2 separate regions of the Mus musculus genome follow, and region 1 is linked to region 2. The links are chromatin contacts, called in public Micro-C maps. All regions are on one chromosome and are shown on one strand. Each heading gives the region's core, a stretch centred on a gene start, on an enhancer-like site or on the middle of the called end of the contact. The rest is flanking DNA. Distances are from core to core; before and after follow the strand shown.

Region 1 (4,417 bases), core at 104-2,603, 2.2 Mb before region 2:
ATAGAATCGACAGATTCTGAAGTGACTACCAATCTGCTTTGCATGGGCCTAGGAGGAGTCAGGAATTTGAACCCAACTAGTACAAGGAACTGCAGGTGCTGGTGGCCCTAATGTTTAAAAAAAAAAGAAAAAAAAAAAAAGGCTGGATCCACGTGGATAAGCTAACTCACATTCTCAGGCCAGCTGTTGCTACTTGGGATCTAGTCAGCCATGGATCCTGAAAAAAAAATTAAGCTTAACCATTGTGAATATACATTAAACTTATGACGGTGTGTGTATGTGTGTGAGTGTGTCCTAAATTCCAAGTCTACATATTTTCGGAGGAATTTAATTCTGACCTCTGAATGAAATTATGAGGCTTCTCCCTCTGCTTGGGGAAAGAGAGAATGGAAGGAGGGACGAGTTACTCTTTTCAGGAAGAAACAGTAATCAAACCTGTTTTCAGCCAACCAAATCTTCCGCAGGATTCTCTGATTTCTTAGAGCTCAAGAGTGTGCTAGAAACCTGTGCTTTCCTCCCGAGACAGATAAGCAAAAAGTTTGCTCTAGCGATGATAAATCTGCACGAGGCGGAGACGGTTTTGGCACACGGTGTACATTAGAAAGATGAGGATGATTAAGTCTCCCCCCTCCCCCCCGAATCTTGCAGCCCGACTGTGTTTTGCTTCCATTTAAGAAGTGTCCTTCAACCGCTGGCGGCTGCGTGCCGAGCCTGCCGCCGGCAACCCGTGTCTTAAAGCAGGGCAACTCGGGTCGTCTGAGTGTCACCCCACACGTGTGACTGGTGTCCGTCGCGGGCGCCCGCTAGGGTGGCAGTCTCCTTCCTCTCCCCCGCCAGCTGCAGCTCCAGGCCCAGACCTAGAAGGGGAAGGAAGCCCTGGCCGCAAGCCGCCGTCTGGGCCGGCACCAAAGCCGCCGCTCCCAGAAACTTTTCGCCCCTAGCTGTGCGCAACTTTCTGCCCCGGGTCCCCGGGCGCGTCACGGTCCCCGGGCTTCCCCTGCCTTCACTCCGGCGCCGCCCAAGGCAGACCAGAGCCGGGCCGAGCAGACCGAGAGTGGGAGAAGCCCGGAGCGGAGGCGCTGCGCCGCAGTCGGAATAAAGTTCGCGCCCGGTGCTCGGCGGCGGCTCGCAGCCTTCCCTCTCCCCTCCCGGCTCCTCGCATTTTTCCCCCTTGTTGACAGCTGGGCGCTGGCCGCCACCTCCACTTCCACGCCCGCACCCCCCGGGGGGCGCCAAAGTTGTTTTTCCATCCACGGAAGAGGGGGTGTGTGTCTAGCGAGGTGGGGGTGGGGGAGGGCTAGACATCCTCCCCGAAGCCCCTAGAAAAGCTTGAGGACAACAACAAAACAGGCGGCGAACACCCTAGTCCGGACAGTTGCGCCGGGAGCAGAAACTTGTGCCGGCGCGGCCACCGGTCCCCCCCGCGCCGCCGCGCGCACCCCGCCTCGCCAGCAGCCCCCCTCCCGGACAGTCCGTTCCCTTTTTTTCTTTTCTCCCTCTGCCCGGGGAGGAGCGGGACAACTCGGAGCGCCGGCTCGAGGGAGCGAGCGCGACCCTGGGCGCGGGTGTAAATCAGTCACCTGAGCGCCGAGGGGCCGCGGCGAGGGCGCGCGCGGGCGGGTGGGGAGTGGCGCGGGCGGCGAGCGCGGCCCGGAGCGGCCGGGCGGGGGAGGGAGCAGGCCGAGCGGCGAGCTGAGGCGGCCGAGGGGCTGGTCCAGGCGCGGCCGCTAAGAGGAGACCAAGAGGCGGGGGCTGCACTTGACAACCAGCATGCCGAGATGGTAAGAAGTTTCCACCTCCTCTCCGCTTGCGTCTGCACTTGGTAGGGACAGACCCGGGCGGGACGCCCCGGGGCCGCGGCGGGCCGCGTTCTCCTCTAGCGCCGCGGCGTGAGGAGGCGGGCAGCCGGCGGCGCTCCCGAAATCCACCCCCCACTCCCCCAACTTGGCCCCAAGTTCTCGAGGCGGCTGCGGGAGGGCGAGCGGGCGGGCAGGCGGACGGGAGCGAGGGCTCCCCGCGCCTTAGGTGAGCGGCGGCCAGTCGGGGACTCTGGGGACCGGGGAGCCCTCGGGGAGGGCGCGGGACACGGGGACCCGGGATGCACGGGGCTGCCGGGACCCGCGGCAACTTTCCCAACTTGCCGGCCTGTTGAGAGCCCTGAGCGGCGGCTGGGCATGGGTGCCGGGGCGCGGCCCGCGGCCCGCGTGGGGACCGCAGCGATGCCCGCGCGGCTGCGGAGGACGCGGACGCGGCCAGTCAAATCCCGCTAGACAGACACGTGTGTGCTTTCCCGAAGTGCGGTTCTGAAGCAGCCGGCCCACTGCGCTTACACGCCGACTGGACGGTGGGATTTGAGACCTGAAAGGGGGGCAGAATTTAAAAACATATATATATATATACAGTAGTGGTGGAGCTCAGGACAAAACTAGACGGAATCTCCCGTGGGATGAGGCGAAGATTAAAACAAAACAAAACTTGTAAGTGCCAAGTGGTGGTGGAAAAGGGATGGCACAGCGCAGGGGGACTCCAGCCCAGTCCCTGGAAGGGACGGCTTCTCTGCAGCGAGGAAGCAGGCAATTAGTTCACCCAGTGATGAGCCTCACTGTCTGCTTTCGGGAAGTCATTTGTTAGAAATGGGGCTTGACCACTCTTTTTTTCTTGGAGTTCCCTACCACCCAGTGTCGCTGTTGTTAGCCCCACTTGGGGGCTCTGATACAAAGTGGGCCCTATGTACATGGGATGTATAAGAAACGGGGTGATAGCAGGTTGACATTTTTTTTTCCTCTTCCCTTCCCCCTGATGTGACATCTCTTGTTTCAGAGATCAAAGTCACAACTGGAATGTAGGAGATGGTACTGTCAAATGCAGACATACACACATACAAAATGCACCCAGGACTGCGGTTACAGTAATGCTGACAGAAATTAAAGAGGTTTTGAAAGCAGCGTGCGATTTATGATGCTTCCCATTTACCCTAGAGTCAAGCTGTTGTAAAACTGATGTACAAAAGACATCATAAAATAATCCTGTGTATCCAGGATTAAAGTGGCAGAAAGTGGCCTGTTTTATTAATTTTTATGTACTTCGTGAACATTTGTAGTTGTTGGATCCTGTGTTAATGGAGGGATCAAAACAAAGTATGAAATATATCTCCTTAGAGCTGGAGAGTTTCTTGTAACGGCATTTTACAGAACATTATTAAAGCCAGTTGCACGCCTTTTCTTCCCCTGGCTAGTATTACTATTTGTCTACAGATCTATTCCCATATACTAATCACTGAGCGGTGGCTGAGTCCATTTGTCTCCCGCTGTTTTGTATTCTGCCTGTTTAGGTGGTTTCATGCCCAGACACACATGCTTTAGGTGGACTTTATTTCTGACACTAAGTATTTCTGCTCGGAAGTTTTCCTCTAGTACCAATCCTTGTCTAAGTTTGAGAGAACTTCCTTTTACTCTTTGGAATCATGCACACGAGAATCCTTTGTGAGCCCTTAAAGGCTCTGTACTTTATATGATATTTGTAGCCGTTTCCTTTAAACTTGTTCAGTTTTAATGAAGTTCTGAGTTGTAGGTACTCTTTCTGTTCCCAGAGAGCAGTGGATTTAAAATCCAGATTGCTAATTACTTTACCAAAGCATAGGAATATCTTCACCTGAGGGAAGGACTAGCAAACCTGAATCTGAACTTTGTATAGAAGATCTTTCTGGAGGCATGTCTGAAATGCCCTGACACCCCCCCCCCCATCCACTGAGAATATTCAGTTGGGTTTGCATGTAAAAACTTTGGGTAAAAACTAACCTCATGTGATTTTTGAAAATATTGAGGAAATATTAATAGCAATAGTGCATTGCTAATACCTGATTCTTCCTTTTCTGCCTGAGACGTAAGTTATCTGTCAGGCAGGAATATGTGATTACAGAAAGGAGCAGACAAAAGCAGGGCTGACTGTTGCTATATTAAAATGTAAGTGTTACAGTTTGAATTTTCAAGTGAGAGTTTCTGAGTTCAGTGCTTTACATAACATTTTGTCCTAATCTTGCTTGCTGTCAGGGATGTTTCATGGTTGTGCAATTGCTGCAGTCAAGAATGCCAATTTGCATTCCACGACTGTCGTTTGATTACTTTTATCTGCGAAGCTCCAAGACCGGCCCAGACCTCTCGTTTCATCTTGCCATGTCACGAGTCAATGCTGTGTCGTCTTTTCAAAAATCTGCCTGATTTAGACAAGAAAGAAAAGTACTTTCATGTTGCAGCCGCAGTCCCCTGCTAACTTGTCAGCAGCAGGATATGATTCACTTGGGCCCAGAAGAATGGAACAGAGAGGCGGGTTAGACGGTTCAATAAAGCCCACGGACAGGTAGTGTGTGACGTCCCCAGAGAGCTGCAGTTAATGAAGAACAGGTCTGCTTAGTTCTCCA
Region 2 (4,524 bases), core at 1,926-4,425:
CAACAGATCTCCCTGTTGTTGAGAGAGCACTTCACAGGCAGGTTTTGAGATTAATGTAGGTGGCCTTTCATGGCTCCCAATGCAAGAAAGGGAGAACAGAGGGACCAAAGTGTTTTTTTTTTTTCCCCATTTGACAGCATCAGAAACTTCTGCAGAGCAACTTGAAGCCTACTTTTATAAAACATAGATACTTTGTAAGCTATCCTTTCTATCTGTCTCCTTGGTGTTTCTCAAAGTGAAGGTGGCTGACAAGTGCAGAGGGAAGCCAGAGAAAGCAGAGGTCTCAGGAGGTCAGATTTCCCAGGGGGCATTCTCTTCGGGTTCTTCCTGGGAAGGCCCATAGTAACCTGAACTTTGGGCAGGCGGCAGAGCTTGAGGCCCATGGAGTGTCAGCCTTCCTGACTCTGACTCCAAGGTCTGAAAGTCAAACCCTTCCACACCCAGCATGCCCCCTCCCCCCAAGGCCTTCTCTCCCGGATATCTATTGTTCAGTCTTTGCTCCTTTTTGGTTTTCCTCACCACACTGTTATTGCTTCTTCCGTTGCTTTTTTTCCTTGGAAACAAATCAAAACCCCAAACTACAAAACATCCCCTATGGCCATCAGCGTGTACCATAGCCACCATCAGCACTGTACAAACACAGACATGGGACACCTGAGAGCGAGCCGGGCCTCTCCGGGATGGGCCTGGGGGGCCTGGAATCTTGGGCTCTCTGGGTTCTTACCTGTGTCTGTCGCTGCTTCTCTGCCCTGGCGCTCTGCAGCTTTTGTGAATTCTTCTGTATAATGGTGTCAATTTTTCTTTTTTAAGCTTGTTTAGAAACTTTTGGATGCAACCTAGTTTTAGTGGCAAAGTAAATGGGTTCTGTTGGGAAAGAAAACTAATAAAAGGGAGAAAAGGTAGGGATGTCTGGAGACACTTGCCCAGGGCTCAGCACTGGGCCTCTTTTGCCAGGGGACAACGGCTGTTTCTGGGCTCTGGCTGAAAAAGAGTGCTCTCTGGGTGCCAGGATTTCGCTGGGGGTGGTGTAGTGAGGAGGGAGGGAGGGAGGAAGGGAGGGAAGCAGAGAGATGGGCGCTGGATTTTTAAAGAGACCCCGAAATAATGGCTTCTGTAAGAGTCCAGGCATTCAAAGAGGTGTGTTCAAGGACATGAGTGCATTCGCGCCAAGGGGAATGTCTTTTATGGTAAATTAACTCCAGTTAAATTGAATATTTGTTCAAAGGGAAACTCCAGTAGTTAAAGCTGGTATTATCAGTGGAGCGTCCCCGCCCCCTCCCGCAGATTCTGGGGAGGGTGAGAAAAGGGATGCAGCTCACTACAAAGTGATGCTTTGGGATTGTTCGTTTTTATTCCCCCCCTCTTCCCGTCCCGTCTTTCTTTTAAAAGTTAAGATGAGGTTGCCTAAAATTTATGAGAGAAGTGAGTATTTATTTGGATTAACCCCGACTGTCACCTCCTTTCATCTATAAAGACTGTCAACTTTGTCCCAGCTTTTCAAGAAGAAGAAATGACCAGTACAAAAGAAATTAACGTTGTCAGAACGCTAACTAGAGGATTTGCCTAGCGGGGGCACGGAGGCCGCTCCCCGTGGCGCGTGCCCTAAAGGGTTAACTCGCCCCGGTTCTCACAGTTTCCCCCGACTTTACCTGTCCTCCTAGACCCGCCGCCCTCCCCGCCTCCCCACCCCCTGCGCCTTTCTTCACCAGGCTCTTGGTTTACAGGGGCTGCAGCTGGTAGACTTGGCAAGCTCGCCTCATTAAGAGCGCTTTTTGAAAACGGACTGTGTTTGAGCATTTCCCTAATGAGGACAGGACGGGGTTAAAAAGTGACCATTTCATGGTTGACTTGAACCTGCCTACTTTTCTTGATGTGTCGTTGTGAAATGCTTGATGTGGGTAACTTCCACTTGGGGAAGGAAAAAGTCACTGGTTCTTTCAGGTCCGCTGGGGGAGGGCACGGTGGTCAGGAGTGCGAGGACTGGAGAAAGTTGAGGGGGGGAAAGTCCAGGACGCGGGGTGGGAGCGGGAGGCCGCGGGGGGCCTGGAAACGCTCGGCGGCCCCAAGCTAGGGCGACATGGAGCCCCGGGCGCTCACTTTTCTTTCTCCATTGTCTGGGGCAGCCTTTGATTCCTCCATTTCCCCACCCACCCCTAGCGGAAACCCGGAATTTGGGGGGCGGTGTGTGTGGGAGAGAGTGCCCGCGCGAAAGGGGGTGCTGGCCGGTCGCCTCCAGGGTCCCGGGAATCAAGTTCATTCACTCGGCGGGGGGCGGGGCGGGGAGCCGGCGGGAGCCGCCGGGGAGACCCGCAGCCGCACACGCACCCCGCGCGCTCCCGCCCCGCAGCCTCGGGCGCGCCGCGGCCCCGCCCTGCCCGCACCCCCGCGGGAAGGGAGCCGCTTTCCGCCGGCGCCCCGGGCTCTGGGGGTGGGGATTGGGACGCGGCCAGCGCGGCAGGAGGAGGAGGAGAGGAGGGGCGAGCGGTGGCGCGGCCTTCCCGCTCCGAGCGCGGCCACGTGCACCGGGCGCCGGGGGAGGGCGGGCCGCTGCGGCGAGGCTCGGGGGACCCTGGGGACCCCGGCGCCCCTCTCCGATCGCCAGTGCGAGCTCCGGGCTGGGCTGCCCGCCGCGCCCCGGGCTCCGCGCCCGTCCGCTGCAACTCCAGGAGGCCAAGTTCACTCTGGCCCCCGCCTCCACCCTCCCTCTCCCTCCAGCCGCCTGGGGTGCTAGAGTCGGCGCCCTAGCCCCGGCTCGGGGCGGCCTGGGTGTGAGGGAATTTTCCATTCGTTTCTTTCTTGGGCCCAGGCCGGTTCAGGGCTTCTCCCCTTAGGATGTTCTCGCGTCTTGAGCGTCTGCAGCGAGCAGTGAAATAACCTCTCCCTGGGCGGGTTTTCGGGGGTAAACGAAGAGTGGCAGAGAGAAGAGCTATTTTTGAAAAAAGAAAAAAGAAAAGAAAAGAAAAGAAAAGTCCCAATACTGTGGCACCGGTCTGATACCTTTAACAAATGAGGGGGAGAGACGCGAGGGCTGGGGGAGGCGCGCGGGAGGAGGAGGAAGGTGGGGGGCGGGGGGTGTGGAGAGGCTGGTGCAAAAGGAACGCGCGTTTGCAGGAGGAGGAGGAGTAAAGCGGTGATTGTGTAATTAAATAATAAAACAATCCTTAAGTCTGATTTGGAGAGAGCTCGAGCGGGGTCCAGAGGGTGGAACCGGTGAATCTTTCAACTTGCAAGTTTTTCAAGGAAAGAAAGCGAGAGAGGGAGGGGGAATAGAGCCCAGGACAGAAAAGAGGAGTTTGCAGCCAAGCGGGATCGATCGTTTGGGATTTTTTTCAGGAGGTCCTTCCGATCCTTTCCGTGGGCTGTGGCCAGCGGCACCGGCAGCGGAGTCCACGCGCGGCGGGTCAGACCCGGGGCGAAGCGGGCGGGCGGCGGTGCGGCGGGGCAGGAGCGCAGCAAAGGCTTTTCCGCCCGGGAGCTCCGCGCCTGCGCCCCCTCCCTCACCCCGGCCTCTCCCTGCTCCCCCCCACCCCCACCCCCACCCGGCCCTCTCCTGCGCGCGCCCCGCCACCCGCGCGCACTCGCTTGCGCTCCCCCTCGCGCACACACGTGGTCGGCTCGCAGCAAAGTTTCGCCTGCGATCGCCACTCCCGGATCCTGCTGCAGTGTTGGCGGCGGTAACCTTGAACTTTACCAGCGCGGTGACACATTCTCCTCGCTTTCCCCACCGCCTGGCCTCCTGCGCCCCCCTCCCCGCCTTTTTTTAAAAAAAACATTTCACCACCCACCATCACCCCAATCCAACCCACACCGAACCCTCGCGCACCCCAACCCCCAACAACAAACAACAACAACAACAACTGCAAAACAGAAAACAAATCCCCTAAACCAGGCGACCAGCAGCCTGCACCAGCGGCGGCAGCCTCGGAGAGCTCGGCCGGCGCGCGCGAACCGCAAGAGGGTTAAAAGTGTAGATTGGATTTCACCCCGGGAAATCTAGCTCGCCGAGTGAACTTGAATCTTTGGCTATTTAAGGAGGACTGGGTTTGTTGCGAAGTTGCGGTGAACCGGCGCAGTGCCCCGTCCTGATTGATCGCATCGCTGGGCTCAGATGACTGTAAAATGAATAGATGAAATCCTTGCTTCTGGAAGATTTTCTTGGGCATCTCCGGGAAAGTGCGTTTTAAGGCGAAGTCATGATGTATTCTCCCATCTGTCTCACTCAGGTACTTATCTTGGTCGCTTTCTCGAGCTTTCTCTGGCCCCAGACGCCTTTGTTGTGTCTTCTTGCTCTTGTGCTGCAGACCCTCAAAGGCTTTGCCTAACCTTGGCACACCCTGGTCTTCCCCGAGAAGTAGTGCGGAGTTGCGGTGGGCTGTGCGGGCGGCGTGGGACCACGGCTGCCGTGTGCGCCCATCCCAGCGCCCGAGCGGGGAGAGCCGGCACCGGGCGGGCGAGGCTGCTGGGGGTGGGCAGGGCCGAGACCTGCGGCCGTGAGCCCCTGTCCGCCCCTAAGGAGATTGCGGC

Evidence for each region. A called contact is a pair of places that touch in the nucleus more often than the background predicts.
Region 1: a Micro-C map of embryonic stem cells shows a contact between it and region 2, with 5 times the contacts expected there. The contact joins the promoter of Bnc2 here to the promoter of Nfib in region 2.

Annotation. Positions count from the first base shown.
Region 1 is chr4:84,672,339-84,676,755 of GRCm38.p6, reverse strand. Bnc2 (basonuclin 2) reads left to right here and starts at 1,353. Exons shown (of 7, transcript NM_001369083.1): 1 at 1,353-1,781. The coding sequence starts at 1,779.
Region 2 is chr4:82,504,430-82,508,953 of GRCm38.p6, reverse strand. Nfib (nuclear factor I/B) reads left to right here and starts at 3,175. Exons shown (of 12, transcript NM_001113209.2): 1 at 3,175-4,223. The coding sequence starts at 4,194. Gm11266 (predicted gene 11266) reads right to left here and starts at 965. Exons shown (of 2, transcript NR_137202.1): 1 at 725-965.